Regions from separate parts of the Gossypium arboreum genome. Here region 2 is linked to region 1. A link is a contact called in public Hi-C data. All regions are on one chromosome and are shown on one strand. Each heading gives the region's core, a stretch centred on a gene start, on an enhancer-like site or on the middle of the called end of the contact. The rest is flanking DNA. Distances are from core to core; before and after follow the strand shown.

Region 1 (4,819 bases), core at 1,731-4,230:
AAAGGTAAACACCACCAATTTTAGGAAACATACACAAATAAGAAAGCCTAAAATAGCTCTTTTTACCCCAAAATAAAACACTGACCAGTACCTTACTGTAACGTGCATGTGAAACTGAAAATTGAGTTTGGTCTTTTACAACAGGGAATGAAGAATCACCAGCTCCTTCCTTGTTCTAGATGACACAAAAAGAAAGAAAGAAAAAAGCTTAAAAAAAAGCTTGATGCATTGAACATAATGAAATTTGTAAGTTATACCTCCAGAAGTTAAAAAATATAAAAAATAAATAAAATCCTTCTTTAATTATCAGAAACTTGCCTTTTCATACACGTACATGTTTCCATCAGCATGAGCCACCATAAAAACACCATCACCTCCGGGAACCCATGCAATACCAGTACAGCGACTGCTGGAAATAACAAGAATATATAAGATCGGCAGCTGAGTCAACCAAATTAAAACATCAATTCAGCATAAAGGTCAATTAGAAACAAAAGTCAGTGCCCCTTTCATCATCCTAAGGGGAAGCCTGAGAGAAAAGCAAATTCTATAAGTTGCAGCAGATGACAAGTTGAATATTGCTAGCGGGTTTAAAAATCAACCCAGCGAGAGACCAAGTCAGTTGCTTTCTTGCTGGCCTTATATTTGGTACTATTGATACCTTAAAAATATTGAAAGTTAAAGAGAAAACAAACAAAGCCGCTCTGCAGCAAGGTCTCTAGGTGGATAGAAAAAAAATTGCGACAATATTGCCCCATTAAAATAACAAAAACAGATTCAAGAAAATGATATCATAAAGTGGCGTAAGCTTAATATGCATCATTTAAAAGAAAAACAAATCTATATAAGATGTCATAGAAATTATCCAGCTCCAAGCCATTGGGTACCACAATTTATCTTTACACCAAAACAGATTCAAGAAAATGATATCATAAAGTGGCGTAAGCTTAATATGCATCATTTAAAAGAAAAACAAATCTATATAAGATGTCATAGAAATTATCCAGCTCCAAGCCATTGGGTACCACAATTTATCTTTACACCATCATGTACTAGTTTAGCCTCTAAAGCACAAAATTCTACAAATCACATGCATGAAGACCTAAGACAAAACATTTGAAACTCGAAATTTTTAAAAAGTATACTCGAATGGCGAAGAAAGGTTAGGAAATGTATAATGGATGTAGTAATGTAAAACTTGCCTGTTATTGACAGAACCATCTTTGTTGTAATGCTGCGCCCCAACAAGCTTCTTTCCAACATCCTGTAACTGCTGTCTCAGTGACACAGAGTAAACTACAGTAATACACACAGAACTGATAAATTTGCAGAGTTTAAACCCTTGAGCTAAAATTGCAAATTAGAATAAGCTAAGAAGAATTACCATCACCAGAATTCAACCCGATAAGCAAATCATGGCCATCTTTGGCATCTTGATCAAATGCGTGGCAGATAGGGTTCGAATTACTGAAATTGATAGACTTTATTGGATCCTACATTAAACACCAATATTCTCAAAAACCACAGATGGCTTCTCTTACATCAAAAACCATAACAAAAAAAAATGCTAAATTACCTTGTCCTGAGAATTCAAATCACTTATAAAGATAGCATCACCAACATTAAAGATTAAATAAGTGCCTTTCCCATCAAAATTCATATTATTGATTGAATTACTAGAACTTGAAGCACCCAATGACCCAATCCTACTAGTACTACCAATACTTTTACTCCCACCATTCCCTCCAGCAAATCCAAGCGTGCGGCTCCCGTTCCCAGCACCTAGCCACCTTGCTGCTGCTGATCTGACCCCACTGCTGGCACTGTAGCTGGACGATGAAGACGTCGGAGTTGATGGAGCTGGCTTCTCCTTCAAATGTGCTAGGGTAACCTGACAGCCGGACTTAATCAATACAATCTCAACAAACGAATAATACATAAGTATAAGCAAAACGATCAAAATTTGACTTTATAAGTAAGGGCATTGATTCAAACTCTTTGAAGCTTAAACTTGTAATCAATAATGCTTAAACACCGATGATACAAAATGATCTAATAAAATATGTTCTTCAAGTTCTTCTAACAGATGGGTACATGTAAAAACCCCTCTTCTCACTAATAAATTGGAAATGTTCTCATTATCTAATTATAACATTAGTGTATCAAAAACACAAAAAGGAAAACCCACACTAAAATAAAAAGAAATAAAGAAAAACAAAAGAGAGTAATTTAAAGTGAAATCGGATGATTGGTCTTGATCAAAACCCAAATAAGTAACCCAAAAGATAGTCTTCTTTTCAATAATTTAAGAAAAAAAAGGAAACCCTAGGAATTTGAAGTTACCTGAGTAACAGTTTTGCCATGAGCATAGTGAAGAAGGCTAGAAGGGTGAGTCTTTTCATAGTGAAGCTTATATCGACCTTCTGGAGTTTTAAAATAAGTCTTCAAACCCGGCGATTGAGCGTTTGCCGAGGACGAAGAGGTCGAAATCGTACCGTTGGCCGTGTTGATCATGGTGTCGCTTATCTTACACCCGATAACATCTGATCATGACACACTAGGGTTTCTTCTACTTCTTCTCAATTTTGAAAATTTCTTATTTCCTAAATCCGAAGACCAAAAGAAAACCCAAAAAGAAAATAAGTCTTTTATGGGTAATTTTCTGTTGTTGAAATGGGGAATGGGGGATCAAAGGAGGAGAAGGGCCCTGTATGGGTGGGAGTTATGAGAAGAGGTTAGACTTTTCGGGAAGTTTAAGGGAAGTCAACGGAATGGACGGTGGAGGATTCAAGAGAGTGATCTTAATTGGTCTTTGTAGTTATAAACTGAGAGAGGGATTGATGATGAAGATGGGAAAGATTTCCAGGTTTTCTTTATTATAATTTATTTTGTATTGAGTTTGATATGCTCCGATTTTCACCTCCATTTTCTTGACTTTGGGCACTTACCATTCGGCCCCCAATTATGTTCTTTTCTATTTTGTATTTAAAAAAATCTCCTTTTTGTTGTAAATTAAATGGGCGTAGTAAACCCTCTTTAAGCATATTAAAGAAATGAAATAAAACTCTTTATTTAATTTATAATTAAGAGATTATTAAATAAAGTAATTAAAAATTTTAATTCATTTAATGTAATACCTTTATTAATTGAATGTAAAGGAGCTTATAAATAGTATCTTGTAAGTGAAAATAAAATAATGAAATTTTCTCGTATTTTCTCTACTTAATTCATAGTGAAGTTTACGTCATTTCGACTTTTTATAATTTACCCGTATAACTCCGTTAAACTATATACGGTATCGTATTTTCATAATTCTTTTATTTTATTTTCTAGATGAAATATTTGTTTTGGGTAACATTTACATATTTATTTTTACAACTAAAATCTAATAATGATAATTATATATACATTTTTTATTAAAAGAAATTTCAATTAATTTAATTTGTGTTAAGTTATTATCATGACTATTCCTCTTTATGCCAATATTTGACATACATATTATTATTTAGCAAATTTGGTATATATAATTGAATTATTTTACGATTGAGAATACTTATTAATTTACTAATATTTTTTTATTTTGATTCAAGTGATTATAATGTCAAATCTTGCCAAACTTGAATTTGCGGCCTTAGACATCTCAGGCAAGAACTATTTGTCATGGGTGTTAGATGCTGAAATTCACCTAGATGCTAAAGGTCTAGGAAATACTATATTAGCAAATAAAGAAGCATCTAATCAAGACAAGGCAAAAGCAATGATTTTCATCCGTCATCATCTGCATGAAGGATTAAAAGTGGAATATCTCACAGTGAAAGACCCTCTTGAGTTGTGGAAAAATTTGAAAGAATGATATGACCATCAGAAAACTGTGATACTCCCTAAAGCTCGTTATGATTGGATGCACTTACGGTTGCAAGATTTTAAGGCGTAAGTGAATACAATTCGAACTTTTCAAAATTAGTTCTCAACTAAAATTATGTGGAGAAAACATAAGCGATAAGGACTTGTTAGAAAACATTTTCAACCTTTCACGCTACTAATGTGCTCTTGCAGCAAAGAATACCGTGAAAAAGGTTTTAAAAGGTATTCAATTGATTTCATGCCTTTTGGTGGTGAGCAAAATAATGAGCTATTGATGAAAAATCATGGAATTCGTCCCATGGTTCTCGCACGGTCCTCAAGTGAATGTAGCAAGACACAATAATTATAAAAATAGAAAATATAGAAGTCACGGTACGAGGTCGTGGACGTAGTAGGGGACGTGGTCGAGGACGTATTAGTAATCGTTATCATGGTGGTCATAACAATGATACTTCTAACCACCAGAAAAATAATAACAATGAAAGACAAGAAAGAAGTGGTCAAAATAATCCTTCAAAGATTGTTAAGAATATATGCTACCGATGTGGTATGAAGGGGCATTGGTCACGTACCTGTCGTACGTTTGAGCATTTAGTGAAACTTTATCAAGCATCCATTAAAAGGAAGGGAAAGCATATGGAGACAAATTTTATATCCCAAAATGATGAAATAGAGGCAAAAGATGAAGATATTCACTATAATAATAAAACTGACCATGCCTACAAGGATGATAAATTTAACGACCTTAATAATATAACTCATCTAGATGTGGCAGATTTCTTTGAGAATCATTAGAAAAATTGATGTTATTTTGACATTTTTTTAAGTATATTTGATTTTCTTGCATAAAAAAATAATTGATATATTTAATAAATATTTGTAATGTTTATCATATTATATTTTGTTTGTTTTATGAAGAATATGAATATTCAACAAAATTTCGATAGACCCAAAA
Region 2 (4,819 bases), core at 1,601-4,100, 170 kb after region 1:
ATAAGCAAAGGGGAAAATAAAACAATAATACTGAAGAAACGATAAGCGAGCTAAGACACCACGCAAAACAACAAGAGCAACAACATACATGCATGCATATGACTTGGTGTATTTTTGGCTCACTGTTTAGTCTTTTCAAACATGGAATTGGGACCCCTCTTCACAAGATGAACTTCTGTTCCTTTTTCTGGGGTTTGCTTTTGCTTTGCCTTAATTCACTCACACCCCAACTCGGTCCCCAATTATCAGCTTTTTCGTAACTATAAAGGACCACGACCCTATATTTTTGCCGCCTTTTATGTACTGAGCTGTATGCATGTAAGTTGTAACGGTATTTGGAATTTGGAAAGGTAGCTAAGCTTAGTGGTTGCTGCTGCTGAATTGATTCAGACCCATGGTTGAACCAATTGATACAAATTTAGCTAGTTCCTGGGGTAAAAATGGACGAGCAGACTGATCATTGCCCATGCCAAGGAAATCCCTAGTTAAGCTCTGGTCAATTGAGTTTGAACCAGGGTGCATCTTTAATTGATTTGGGGCATTTTGTTTCACTCCTGTTTGTAAGATGAGCCTATCAAAGTTGTTGCTTGTTCCGAGACCTGCATAAGCACTCATTGATACACTACTTGACGCCATTAAATTACTCTCTTGTTGCTTCACATTTGGGTATATTTGCTGCAGCTGATCGTTTCTATTTTGAGTCGATCTCAAACTAGCTGACCTTTGAGAAGAAGTTGAGCTCATTACACAAAAACTGTTCCCAAAGAAGGACGTCGGTTTGCTTCTTGTTGAACCCATCTGGGCTGCTTTTTGCAAGAGCGCAGTTGCAGACATTGGTGCAGCAGGCTTGGATTGCTCGTTTTGAGTATCCGAGTAGAGAGGCGACAAGCTTTCCATCAACTTGCCTTTGCTTCCACCTTCTTCGTTTAGACCTTGTGGCAATGGCAATAGAGGAGGATTGGAATCTGTACCAAAATTGTTCAGTGAAGATGAACCAAATAGATTGCCTGAAGCCATTTGGACCATCTCAGGCAGACCTAGCAGTAAGATGAACATGGCCTCGTTTACTAATCATAATATCAAAAGAAAACTGGGATTTAGACACGAAGGGATTATGCAAGTACCTGATACAGTCATCCCACTGACATCTTGTGTAAAACCGGAACCAAACTGAGGAATTCCACCAAATCCAATAGGCAGATTCACAACATCGTTTCTGAAATTTAGATTTGTGGCTGCACCAGCAACGGAACTGAATCTTGCACTCTCTTCAGCTAAGGCGTCACAGAAAGCTCTATGTGTGATAAAGCTGTCTTTTCTGTTTGCATTAAAACAACCCCAAATTCATTACACTAACCATTTATGACCTAATCATTAGGAAGTCCTCACATATATACATGATTATGAGCATTTATGTACCTGGAAAACAGTGTCCCACAGTCACACTTGTACTCCCTAGTACCACAAGTTTTGGAGTGAGCTTTCCAGTCGGATTGAACGGCGTATTTCTTCGAACATTTCTCACACTTCCACTTCTTTTCTCCATGTTTTCTGCTGAAATGCTTCTTTATCCCAGTGAGGTCACCGAGTGCTCTCGATGGATCATGGTGGACGCAGGTTTTCTCGGGGCAAATGTATACCTTCTTCTTAACTGGTTCTTTGTTGTTTCTTTGCTTCAGCTTCCATGGAAGATTGTGACCCCTTCGATGAAGCTGCAAGTTTTGGTCTCGTTGGAAACCTTTGTTGCATATTTCACATATGAATCTGTTGGTAGCCATGAGAGTTTTGGGAGATAGAGCAATAACTTCAGCATCTGGATCTGTTACGTGACAAATAAAAGAACATTAATTAATTAATTAATTAATTAATTACTGGAATAAATCGGTTCATCAATAAAAACAAAGAAAAGGGTATCATCAAAAGAGAGAGAGAAAAAAAAAGAATTGATCAAGCAAACTTACCTGGATTTCCTGGAAGATTTCTCTTCTTCTTAACGGGATTGGATTTAGGGTTAGGGTTTGTATTATTTTGTTCTTGATGAACAAACCCTCCTATTGAAACAGGTAAAGAAAACCCATCACCAGACATCTTTTTCCCCCAAAACTGATAGTTATGAGAATTAGTTATAAGAAAACAACTAGCTTTCAAAACGGCTAAAAAAACGAGTTCAAAACATAAGAGAACAAGGAATCTCCAAACACAAACAGATTACTCTTCTTACAGAGATCTGGTTTTTTTTTTTAATTTGATTTCAAAAGAAAAACAACAAAATCTATGATTACTGAAGAGAATATCTCTGTGTTTCTCTCTTTTATCTTTTTTTTTCTTACACTATTCAACTACGTCCTCCTTTTCTATATTTACCCATATCTTTAAAGTCGGTCGGTCAGCCATTGATGTAGATAGGCAACACCGTCACCCCTTCCCCCCCAACTTTCTTTTTCATACACAAATACACGGTTGTTGAAATTTGCTTTTGTGTGTGCAAGAAAGCGACCAAACTGCTGCTATTGAGAGACCAGCTGCTGCTGAGGTGAAAACATATTGATTTTTGTGTGTGTTTTTGTAGTTGTTGTAGCTACCTTTTGAGCTCAAATTACGTAGGCTAGTTTAAAAATATGTAAATATATTAATAGTATTTGTAGTAGTAGCCAAGTAAAAGGCTAAAAGCTACTAGAATAGAGTAATAATAGGTATAAAAGAAAGAGAAATGGATGGTATTTATTTAGTTTAGTGATAGAAAAGGAAGAACAAAGGTGAAATGAAAGGGATTTGGTTTGGGGTGTGTTTGTGTAGTGATGAGAGTGTATGAAAAAGGGCGGGGTGAAGATTGGGTTAAAAGGGAAATGCCTTTACAGCCAGTTTTGAGCAGTTTATTTACGCATGAAATGATTAAACCATAATTAAAAGTAAGAGCAGATTGGATTTAGGGGTAAGAAGGAAGAGATAGATAAAGAAAGGGGCCGAGGGGAGGGATTACTGAGAAGTGAAAGGACGGTCCGTGATACTTGTCTGGGAAGAGGGACCCAGATTTGAATTGTGATTCAGATGCTGCACCCTCCTCCAGCATCAGCATCCCTCATCAAGTATTCCACTGCATCTTCCTACTCACACCTACATTCTCATCCTTTGTTTTTCTTCCCCACATCCCATAGTATTCGGCTTACTAACTTCCAAGACGGGTGATTTGATTTTTAAATGAGAAAGTAAATCGTCTCAATGTTTTTTCTTTTTTATCAAATTCAATCCAAAACATCAAATGTTTATCATCGTACTCTTTCTTATACAACAAAAGTCTATTATGTATATATGTTGCCACTCATATCAATGTAGTCACCTTTATTATTATTATTATTATTATTATTATTATTATTATTATTAGTATGATTTGGCATTTGTAGTTTTTTTTACTTTGTACTTGAACTTGGCAATCGGGTTTATTTTAATATTTAAATTTGAATTTCATCAATATTTGATAATGTGATTAATACTTTTGGGATATGACTGGATTGGTCAATTGGGCCGATTGGATAAAAAACTGACTGATACCCTAGTCCAAACAAAAAAATTGAATTTATTGAATAAAAAACTGTTCGAAACTGATAAAAATAGAATATTGAGACAAAAAATGATAGTTGAATCAGATTAATATTTTTTAAAATTTTTTATGAATTTTTAATTATCTATTTAATTATTATTTGTCTAGCAGTTAATCGATCAAACCGATTGAATCAGGAATCAGTAATCTATTTGATTCAACGACTAGTCTAGTTATTAGAACACTTTTTATGATACTTTATTGTATTACGTCATTACCTGAAAATTTATATAATTTTTTTTCAATTTTCAAGTAATGGTCTGACACGTATCAAGGTGTCGCATCATTAAAATTTTATATTTTTCAATTTTAGGGACCAAAATGAATCTAATTACTAAGTTCAAGTACCAAAGTCGATAAAAAAAGTACAAGTACCAAAGTGGACCTAATTATAATAATAGAAAAATTATTTTATGGACCCTTCCCACCACGTCATCAATGGTCTCTTTTCAACTACTTAATGATATTTTAACAAATTTTTCCATGTCATTGACATATAATTTTGGAAATTTTTTTATCATAAATCTTGAACACCGAACCCTGGACCTTGGACCTTGGACTTGAATCTTGAACATTGAACCATGAATCCTAAATCCTATACCCTAAGCCCCGAACCATGAAATCTAAATCCTAATACTAACCTTGAACCTTGAACCCTAAACCCAACCTTGGGTTCGGGGTTCAAGGTTCAAGTTCGAGGTTCGAGGTTCGAGGTTTAAGGTTCAAAGTTTTGAGTTCGTGATTCAAGGTAAAAAAGTTACTAAAATTATGTGTCAATGACATGGAGAAAATTGCTAAAATGTCATTAAATAATTTGAAATAGACCATAGATGATTTGGTGGAAAGCTTCCAAAAAATAATTTCTCTATAATATTATTATTAAAATATGTAATTTATTTATCTAAATAAATAAATATAAATGTGTGCATACTATTTGAAATTTATAAACTATTAATAACATCTTTTTAAAACTTTCTTGTTTTAGTTTGATGATCAAATGTGGTTCATCCATAAAACTTATTTGGGTTCGAATTTTTGCGAGAGCAAGTGATAAGCTTTTATTTGGACAGTTCCCTTTGAACATTGTATAGTGTAAGTAATGTCCTTATTGTGTGATTTTTTTGATTCAGTCAAACAAAGTGGAGCCTTGCTTTTATTTTTCCCTAATTTTTGATTCATTGGATTTTGATTTTCAAGACTGTTTTTTTGTTTGCTTCTTCC

The links. Hi-C and Micro-C count contacts between places; a contact is called where the count stands out from the background.
Region 2: a contact with region 1 is called in a Hi-C map of leaf, with 2.6 times the contacts expected there. The contact joins the promoter of LOC108460325 here to the promoter of LOC108460668 in region 1. A contact is called at or near these places in 2 of 5 Hi-C or Micro-C datasets (both in leaf).

The regions. Positions count from the first base shown.
Region 1 is chr4:100,188,232-100,193,050 of ASM2569848v2, forward strand. LOC108460668 reads right to left here and starts at 2,981. Exons shown (of 11, transcript XM_017760254.2): 1 at 2,344-2,981; 2 at 1,577-1,891; 3 at 1,385-1,493; 4 at 1,203-1,296; 5 at 319-406; 6 at 92-175. The coding sequence starts at 2,514.
Region 2 is chr4:100,359,819-100,364,637 of ASM2569848v2, forward strand. LOC108460325 (zinc finger protein JACKDAW-like) reads right to left here and starts at 2,851. Exons shown (of 4, transcript XM_017759774.2): 1 at 1,962-2,851; 2 at 1,420-1,819; 3 at 1,125-1,318; 4 at 1-1,037. The coding sequence starts at 2,088. The coding sequence ends at 361.